3 separate regions of the Sus scrofa genome follow, and regions 1 and 3 are each linked to region 2. The links are chromatin contacts, called in public Hi-C and targeted proximity ligation maps. All regions are on one chromosome and are shown on one strand. The core of a region is the stretch at or near the end of the contact, and the rest is flanking DNA. Distances in the headings are between cores, read along the strand shown.

Region 1 (2,903 bases), core at 156-2,655, 410 kb before region 2:
GATATTTTGATATATCACTCATTTCCAAACTCTGAATTTTTATTTATCAGACTTAAAAGGTAAAAAGAGGAGACACTATCACCTCTGTTTAAGGAAACTGAGGCTCAGAAACCGGAAGAGACTTGCTCAAAGGCATGCCAAGTTCATGGTGGAACCACGATTCCAGATCCTCTGCTTATTCCTTCTAGTTTTCAGTAGTTTATGTTTGTAAGCTTTGCGAGTTTCTGGAGCAAAGACTACATCTGGTTCCTCTTTTTGTCTTGGAATGGTGCTCCCTTAATCTTGAGGGCTCTGAGTGGGTGTGCTGTATAAGGTTCTGCCCTTTAGGAGTTGGATTCCATGATCTCTCTCTTATCCCTCCTGATTCAGTAATTCTGTGATTTGGAGGCACAGCCCTAACAATGACAGTGGCAGCCCTGAGTGATCCTACTGGCAGAGCATTTCAACAAGGGCAGCCACTTGGCTACCAGCCTATAAAGATCTATCGTTAGCAATGCCGCGAGGGCGGGGGACATTTGGGCAGTTTCTCAAATTGCGCAGCCTTATGGGAATTGCCTTTAGGGGAGGAGAATGAAAAAATATCTAATTTTAGCAGTTACGTATAGGAATATATACTTACGTACACACATGTATATGTATGGTGTAGAATGTGGTGAAAAAAATTTTTTTTTTTTTTTTTTTGCCACACTTTTGGCATGTGGAAGTTCCGCTTCAGAGCCAGGGATCAAACCTGCGCCACAGCTATACCAGAGCCGCAGCAGTGACAATGCCAGATCCTTAACCCACTGAGCACCAGGGAGCTCCTTTCTTTTTTCTTTTTCTTTTTTTTTTTTTCCCCCCTGAGGTCAATTTTTAAAGTGAGTTTATTTGAAGAAGAACATGAAGCCAATAATGCACGGTGGCCTGCAACACGGTACCAAGTGTAAAGGAGGTGTACCAATGAGTGAAGTTGAAGGAACTGTGGTGAGGTGGGAAGGTGTTGTAACTAGAGTCACAAAACTAATCTGAAGTCTGGCTCTGTCACCCAAGCCATGTAACCCTGATTAAGTTGCTGACTATACACAAGTCTCAGTTTTCGCATCTGTAAAGTCAGAAAAGAATTCTTGCCCCCCTTAACACATGTGAGAATACATGAAAGCACACGGAAGCCTGGAGGACTGTGCAGGTGTCCACTGGAGCTAATACTCCCATTCCCACTTCCACCAGGGTCTTTCGGGACCTCTTCACCATCACAGAGGATGCCTCCCAACTAGGGTCTGTCTCCCAGATCCCCAGGACCAAATCCAGTTCAGTTTGTTGTCCACACCTGGGTCTGCCATTCTGCGAGGAGGAGGAGGAGGAGGGAGGGGCTGGAGAAACCCTGGAATGAGTCCGGGAACAAGTCCCAACACATCACTGTTTGCTTTGTCATCCTGGTTCAATGACCTCATACAAGGAAGGGAGGGAGCGGAGGGAGCTGTTCTCTTCCAGATACCTAAGGAGGCTTCTGACATCTACTCTTTCCCTTGTCATGAGAAGAGCAGGCGCCAGGCTGTGATTTTTAAGGTCTGAGCTAATCTTGGCAATGAAAGAGAATGGCACCTCCCACAGCTGGCCAGACGAGGCTTCTTGCGGAGCTGCCTGGAGCAAAGGGGCAGGGGGGCTGCCGTGGGTGTTGGAATCCAGGCTGTTACCCCTGCTCCCTGGAGGGGCTCCGGAATACACAGCCCTGTCCCCAAGTCCTGACCAGCCTTAGTGCTACTTGGGTGCGTGCAAGGCACTGGCATGTCTCCCGGTTGAGGATAAAGAGCCCAGGGAGGACAGCTTTGAGTTGTTCCGAATCTAGTGCCTATGGGACAGCCAACTGGGGTGGACAGTAGCTTCAGCGACCCCAGTGTCATCATCCTCACATACTCCTACATCTTCACACACAATATTCAATGAGGACTTTCTGAGCACCTACTGTGTACTAAGCCTTTTGGGGAAATGAGACAGCCAGCACCTGCACCCAAAGGCTATGTAGGATCTCAGAGTCACCTTTTTACCACTGGGATTCCTTTTGTCATCCTTACCCCAGCCCTTCTGCCATCCTTAATTAATGAATAATTAAGGTGTAAATAAATTATGTTGTCAGCCAGACAAATTGCATTTTTACGGGGGTCCTTTCCAAGTTTTTTGTAGCCAGATATTTATGTAACTGCAGATAAGTACTTCTGCTCAACAATAACTAACAGGGCTATACTGAGCTAGTATCCAGTCTGACAAAAGCAACAAAATTTAGCATTGTAGCTATCCTGATTATCCTGGTTGGGCTCTTTAAATTTTTAAAAAGTAGCCGGCAGACTCCCTGGGGAGTCCATTCAAGGTTTTAGATAGAGGTGGTGACATGACACCTGGGTTTTGAAGGACAAACAGGAGCTCACAATCAGGGAGAAAGATTACTGCAGGCAGAGGGGGCAGAAGGATCCAGGTGCTGGGCCCAGTGCCTCCATACCCGGGCTGGTCAGGTGGATCAGGCTGTGGCTTGAACTCAGAGGGTGGAAGCTGGGGTTTGGAACAGAGCTGATGAGGGTGCAGCTGAGAACCAGGAGTCTTACAGGTGAATGTTCTAGTCTGGTCACATGCTGGTTCTGGAAAGACTGAGGCAGGAAACCCCATTAAAGTCCCTTTGGTTCCTGAGGGCAGGAGGGAAAAAGATCGCAAAGGACAAGCCAAAAAGTTAGTCTCCCACCCTGGCTGCCCCGCCCTTTAGCTCCGAGAGCAAACCATTTTTTTGTGATTTTTTGGCTCATCTTGTAAATGTTCCAGAGTCAGAACAGGCTGTGCCATGGCTGAACAAACCTGTTGAACAAATAAACAAGGCAGGCTTCAGGGCTAGGAAAGCACTAGACGTGGGCCCCCATCCAACCAGGTCCATGGGTTCT
Region 2 (2,842 bases), core at 32-2,531:
GCCTGCCGTGCATATCACCGCATTCTCAGGGCGAGAACTCAGCCCTTTTTCTTTCTCCGCAGTGGCTGTCACTTGTACAGCTCGCTGAGTTGGGGGAGGGCAGGGAGCCCAGTTCAAGTCCTGTGACCGGATCCCTCCCAGTACAAGTCCATACACCAAGAGGCCCCAAACAAAGCTGAGGCCTGTCTCCTCTCTACAAGGTATAAATGCAGGGAAATGACAGCAGAGCTGTGGTTCAGCTCTGGTTTGTTATCTGGATCCGCGGGAAGCAACTTTCCTGTATTGCTTACGAAACCCACTCCCCGGGGGAACTGTGGAGCCGGTGAATGCCGAGTGGGTAGAGTACTTTCTTTGCTTCCTGATAGTCTCAAGTGTCCTTGCAATAAATGCCCTGTCCCTGTAAGTCGTCCGTGAGGGCCCTATGTCACCCAGAGAAAGCCCACTGGCTGCCAACCAGACAGGGGGCCAGTCCACAAAAGCTCATTTCTCCATAATCTAGGTTCTTGAGTATGAATTGCATTTCTGTATCATTTGTCACTTCTTCCAGTAAAGATAGGAATTGAGAAACTTCTAGACCCCTTGCGCTGTTCTAGAGACAAGCATGGTAAGAGTACTGTTGTTGTGTTTTTATTGTCTTTTTTGAACGTAGGCTGACTCTAACATAAGTGTTTATGATGCCTGTCTGTCACCGGCCCTGTCCCCTGGCCTGGTGGATTAGGGTCGACCTGGCAGGCACTGGGTACCTAGTACTCAGCCCTTCCTTGGTACTTCCTTGGCATCGTGCCTTGGTGTCCTCTAGTCAGGGCAGTGACTTCCATCTTCCTGTCTTGTCATCACCCTTGCTGGCTTAGGAACAGTATTTTCACTTTGCATGCATATTGCACTCAATATTTTATTTTATTTTTTCCTCTTTGTTTCGTTTTTCTCTTTTTCCTTTTTGTACTCACTACTTTAGAAGTGCATCCTCTGCTCTTAGCTTTGTAGGCTAGTGAGACAGGTATGGCTATCCCCATTTTTCGGAGTTAAAATCAGGACTCAGATACCTTAAAGGACCCTTTCCCGGCAGGTCTGGAGCTAGAACGCAGTCCTCTGGGGCCCAGGCTCCTCATGCTCTTCCCTCGAGGGCCTCGGGGACTGCCTGTGCTGCCCCTGCTTCCTTTAGCTCTGCCTAGCCCTCGCTCTTGAACTTCTTTGGATTTTTGCTTCAGCCCTAAACACCCCTAGTAGAGAACTAAGCTTCCGTCTCTGGCTGCTCTAGTCAGTGTGCTTGGCACTTGGGCCCTGGCCTATGTCTTCCTTCACCAAATTGGCACCCTAGGACAGGCTCCTGCCATAACGTACTTATTAGTGAACTGGTACCTTTGCACATTTTATAAAGCGAATTAATGCCTTCAGGTGTTCATCTTGATGGTTAATAATCATATTTTGTTTTATGTAGTGTCTTTTCGTCAAAAGCATATATTATCTTCCATTATGTAGGGGAGGTGAACTAGTTAAATCATGTGTCCAAAATCTTAGCAGTAACAGCAAAAGAAGAAGGGAGAAAGGAACGCGTTTCTTTGAGGAGCTCGTGTGAACCAGACACTGACCTGGGAGCTTTAAATATATGATCTCATTTCGTCCTGGCAAGAGCCCCGTGATGTTTTCTGTTTTATAGGTGAAGGGACTGCTGGCCAGACAAGCTAAGTAACTTACACCGCAAGGAAAAAGTAGAGGGAAATTAACATCCAGCCTTCTCCGACTCAGGCTCGTGTTCCACCTACTAGCCCACAGAATAGCTTCCTCCTGGGCAAAGGGTGCCATTTGCAGGGCTTATAGGACAAACCAAAGAGTGTCTTGGACACAGGGTGACACAGTGGGAAAGGAGGGAAGCTGGCGGACAGCGATTTCTTTTTCCTGACAATCCCCAGAAAGGAGCTCCTTTCTCTTTGGTCCAAAGACCATGGATCTTTCGGCAAATGCCCTGATGCAAGTTTGAGCCTGTACCTTAGCTGAACCAGGGTAAATTAGCCAAGAGCAATGGGTAAGCGCCTGAGTGGCTGTCAGAGAAGGGCCTGTTCAAAGCCACCACCCGTGCCAAGCAGTTAGAAAGCGGCTTGGAAGGAGCGGTGCTTCTCGCTTGGAAAGGCAGGGAGACCTGGGGAAAGAGGACCGGGCTCGGAAGGCAGGAGGACTGGGTCGTAGCCCTGGTGGCTACTTCTAAGTGGAGCCGTGTGGCTTTTGGTTAGTAAGTCATCTTGCCTGGCTGGCTTCCAGTTCTCTTACCTGTAAAACATGGGAACTGAACTAACTGGAGCTTATCATCTTAAACTTTTCTTTATCATATTGGAGGGAAAAGAATCTTTAGCAAACAGGACTGTGGCGATGAGGAAAAACCTCTCACTACTCACTGCCCTTGCCCATTACAGTTTTGGGTGGGAGCCTCCTGCGAATAGCGCCCAGGGTTCTGACTCTTTTAAAGAAAATAGGGGGCCTTGGAAGGTAGCTGGAGTGGGTGAAATAGTTATTGATTAATGAATGACAGGTGGATAGTGTTTAGGGTCTTTAAAGATGCCTGCGACATGGGGTTTTGCTATGTAGGTTTTAAAGAAAACGCATGCCGAGGTTTTGAAATGGTATTTGCAGCTCTTCTCGTTGCTCAGTGACTTGCGATGCCTTGTTTATGCCACTTGATCCAGGCCGATTGGCTGCTCTTGAGGAGCGGAATAACTAAGAAAGAAGGATAATGGCATACTTTTCCACTGGACAGTCAGATCTTTCTACAGTAGTTCTTTTTTTTTTTTAATGGCTGTACCTGCAGCACATGGAAGTTCCCAGGCTAGGGGTCGAATCAGAGCTGCAG
Region 3 (2,700 bases), core at 62-2,561, 370 kb before region 2:
AGGCGAACATCAGGGCAGCCATGTTGGAACCCAGCCCTGTTCTGTTGGCTGCCGTCTTGAGGCTGGAGAGGGACCCTCAGGTACTAATGGCCCTATAGGCATCCTTTTCCTTCTCTTTCCCTGTTCTCACTCCTGGGATCAAGACCCCGAGGCACAGGTAGTTCCAGCCTTTCTTCCCTTCCAGCTTTCTAAGGGAGGATTCTGAGCTGCTTGGCTCCCCTGCCCCCATTTCTTACGGCTGAATTAGATGATGGCTGTGATGGAAGGATGCTAGAAGTCAGACACTTAATCTGCGTAAGAAAACATGGGAAGCTGCTCTCTGGAGAGAGAATGGGCTGGGTATAGCTGTTGAGTGGGAATTTGGGTGAGAAAAATGGCTATTTTAAGAAACGTCTTGGAGTTCCCATTATGGCTCAGTGGGTTGAGAACCCGACTAGTCTCTGTGAGGATGTGGGTTGGATCCCAGGCCTTGCTCAGTGGGTTAAGGGTCCAGTGTTGCCAAAGTGAGGTGTAGGTAGCAGATGCAGCTTGGGTCTGGCATTGCTGTGTCTGTGGTGTAGGCCGGCAGCTGCAGCTATGATTTGACTCTTAGCCTGGGAACTTCCATATCTACAGTGTAGCCCTAAAAAGGAAGAAATGAAAAGAAACTTCTCAAAGAATTACAGTATTTTTAAGGCATTTGCAGATCAATTTATATTTCTTTTGCATAGATACCATGTGAAGATGGAACTTCTTATGGTAGAAAAGGGGCTCAGTTTTATTCAAATTACATTTCAAATAATTCTCTGAGGAAAAAAAGTGATTTGGGTAGAAAAACCCAAGTGCTGATTTTATAGTGGGCTTTCTGAATTTGCATGGTCTTGGAACCGGACTGTGAAGGGGGGGCCTGTCATGAAATCTTATCAAGTGGGTGCCCTTGGACTTGTCGGTGAAGCTGAGGTTTCTTTTGGGGTGATTTCATGCAAAGAGCAAACTCCAGTGCTGGAGTAAGTTGACACCAAACTTTAATCTCTTTCCTCACTTTAGTTTGAAAATGGTCTAGATTGCTAACATAGAGGAGATCATTGTGCGGGCCCTTGCTCCTTGGGTGCCAGACTGATGTTCTAATGCCATTTGATATGCCTCCCGGCTGAATGACTCAGCCCTGGCCTCAAGGACCCTCCGCAGGCTCTCCCTCCCTCAGGGGTGCAGGTGTGTCCCCACCTCGCTCAGAGGCCAGGAAACTAACCACAATCTCCTGGCTAGAGACGCAGGCTTCTGCCTTGGAGGCAAAACAGGGTGAAACACAGGCAGGCAGGATCCCAAACCACAGAAGCTCAAGTGAGGTCATCCTTGTGAACCTGACAACTCCCTGTCTCTCTCGGTCAACAAAAAGAAACATAGACCCATTCAAAAATGGCTCTGAAAGACAGAGAATGCGCATGGCTATGGCAACTTGCCACTGGATGCTATTCCAAAGCAACTGAGAAAGTTAATTAGCCATCCTTTCACAAGCCAAGAAAAGTGCAATGATACGTTCACACCACCTTATAGCAGGACAGTTGAGTACAGGAGCTTAAATCACTTTTCTGGCAGCCAGTGAGTACAACGTCTGATGGCGTGTTCCCTTCTCATATGCACCTGGCAACTCGAGGCACCACGTGCTGGGCAGGAACCAGGCTTCCAGGAGATGTGGCAGAGACGTTGGCAGGATTGTCCCTCTGTGGGACAGCCTCTCTGAGACGGTTAGGAAATAGGTGGAAGGTGAGGTTGAGGGAGGCGGGAAGTCATGATGGAAAATGATTATGCCTTTGAAAGTAGTTATTCATGGAAACTTTTTAGCTTAAATGTGGACCCCAGAGTTCCTGTAGTGGCTCAGTGGAAACGAATCTGACTAGTATCCATGAGGGTTCGGGTTTGATTCCTGGCCCCGCTCAGTGGGTTAAGGTTCAGGTGTTGCTGTGAGCTGTGGTATAGGTTGCAGATGCAGCTCAGTCTGGCCTTGCTGTGGCTGTGAGTTTTGACCCCTAGCCTGGAAACCTCCATATATGGTGGGTATGGCCCTAAAAAGCAAAAAAACAAAAACAAATCAAAAGTGTACCCCAGTCCAAGGCGGAGGTAGATAGATGAGCCATTGGGAATGCATGATATCTACTTACTCGGTTCACTTGCAGGAATCAAGCAAATGAAATTGATGACAAAAATGGCCCTGCTTTGGGAGGCATTCTCTCATATTCACAATGTATTTAAATAATCATTAGGACAAAGGGCCTGGCATTTCGAAGACTCTGTCAGAAATATGCAGCCCAATTTGTCCCAGGGCAGGATGAGAATGGATTTATTTTGGTTGAAATCCTAACTTCTATTGTCAAGATTATGCATAAAGTCTGGATAATGCTACACAATTGGAAAAAAAAAAAGGAAAAACTTTCTTTTCGAGACTGGAACCCCTGAAGACTAGAAATAAGATCATGATTTATAGATCTGTTTCTCTATGGTGATTTAATAGGAAACATTGTTTGTCCTTTGTAGGCTTTAATGTTTCCCCAACCCATAAGAGCCCTATTAGTTGCCTTTGCCCAGTGGGTTGGTCTTACTGACATCTGCTTTAAATAGAAAAGAGGGAATAGTAGGATTGATGCTGAGTGTATTAAATTCTACCCATTATAAACATGTTTGCGGCAGCTTCATGGAATCCCTCCTCCAGACCAAATGAGTTAT

The links. Hi-C and Micro-C count contacts between places; a contact is called where the count stands out from the background.
Region 1: a contact with region 2 is called in a targeted proximity ligation map of skeletal muscle. A contact is called at or near these places in 3 of 47 Hi-C or Micro-C datasets (embryonic fibroblasts, fibroblasts and skeletal muscle) and 2 of 2 datasets of targeted methods (alveolar macrophages and skeletal muscle).
Region 3: a contact with region 2 is called in a Hi-C map of skeletal muscle, with 5 times the contacts expected there. A contact is called at or near these places in 1 of 5 promoter capture datasets (fetal liver), 1 of 47 Hi-C or Micro-C datasets (skeletal muscle) and 1 of 2 datasets of targeted methods (alveolar macrophages).

The regions. Positions count from the first base shown.
Region 1 is chr3:111,494,458-111,497,360 of Sscrofa11.1, reverse strand. No RefSeq gene overlaps it. Among named protein-coding and RNA genes, the nearest start is that of SUPT7L, 36 kb to the left of the region's middle.
Region 2 is chr3:111,081,815-111,084,656 of Sscrofa11.1, reverse strand. The region is part of intron 7 of BABAM2 (BRCA1-A complex subunit BRE); the gene reads left to right. Among named protein-coding and RNA genes, the nearest start is that of FOSL2, 240 kb to the right of the region's middle.
Region 3 is chr3:111,448,207-111,450,906 of Sscrofa11.1, reverse strand. No RefSeq gene overlaps it. Among named protein-coding and RNA genes, the nearest start is that of MRPL33, 11 kb to the right of the region's middle.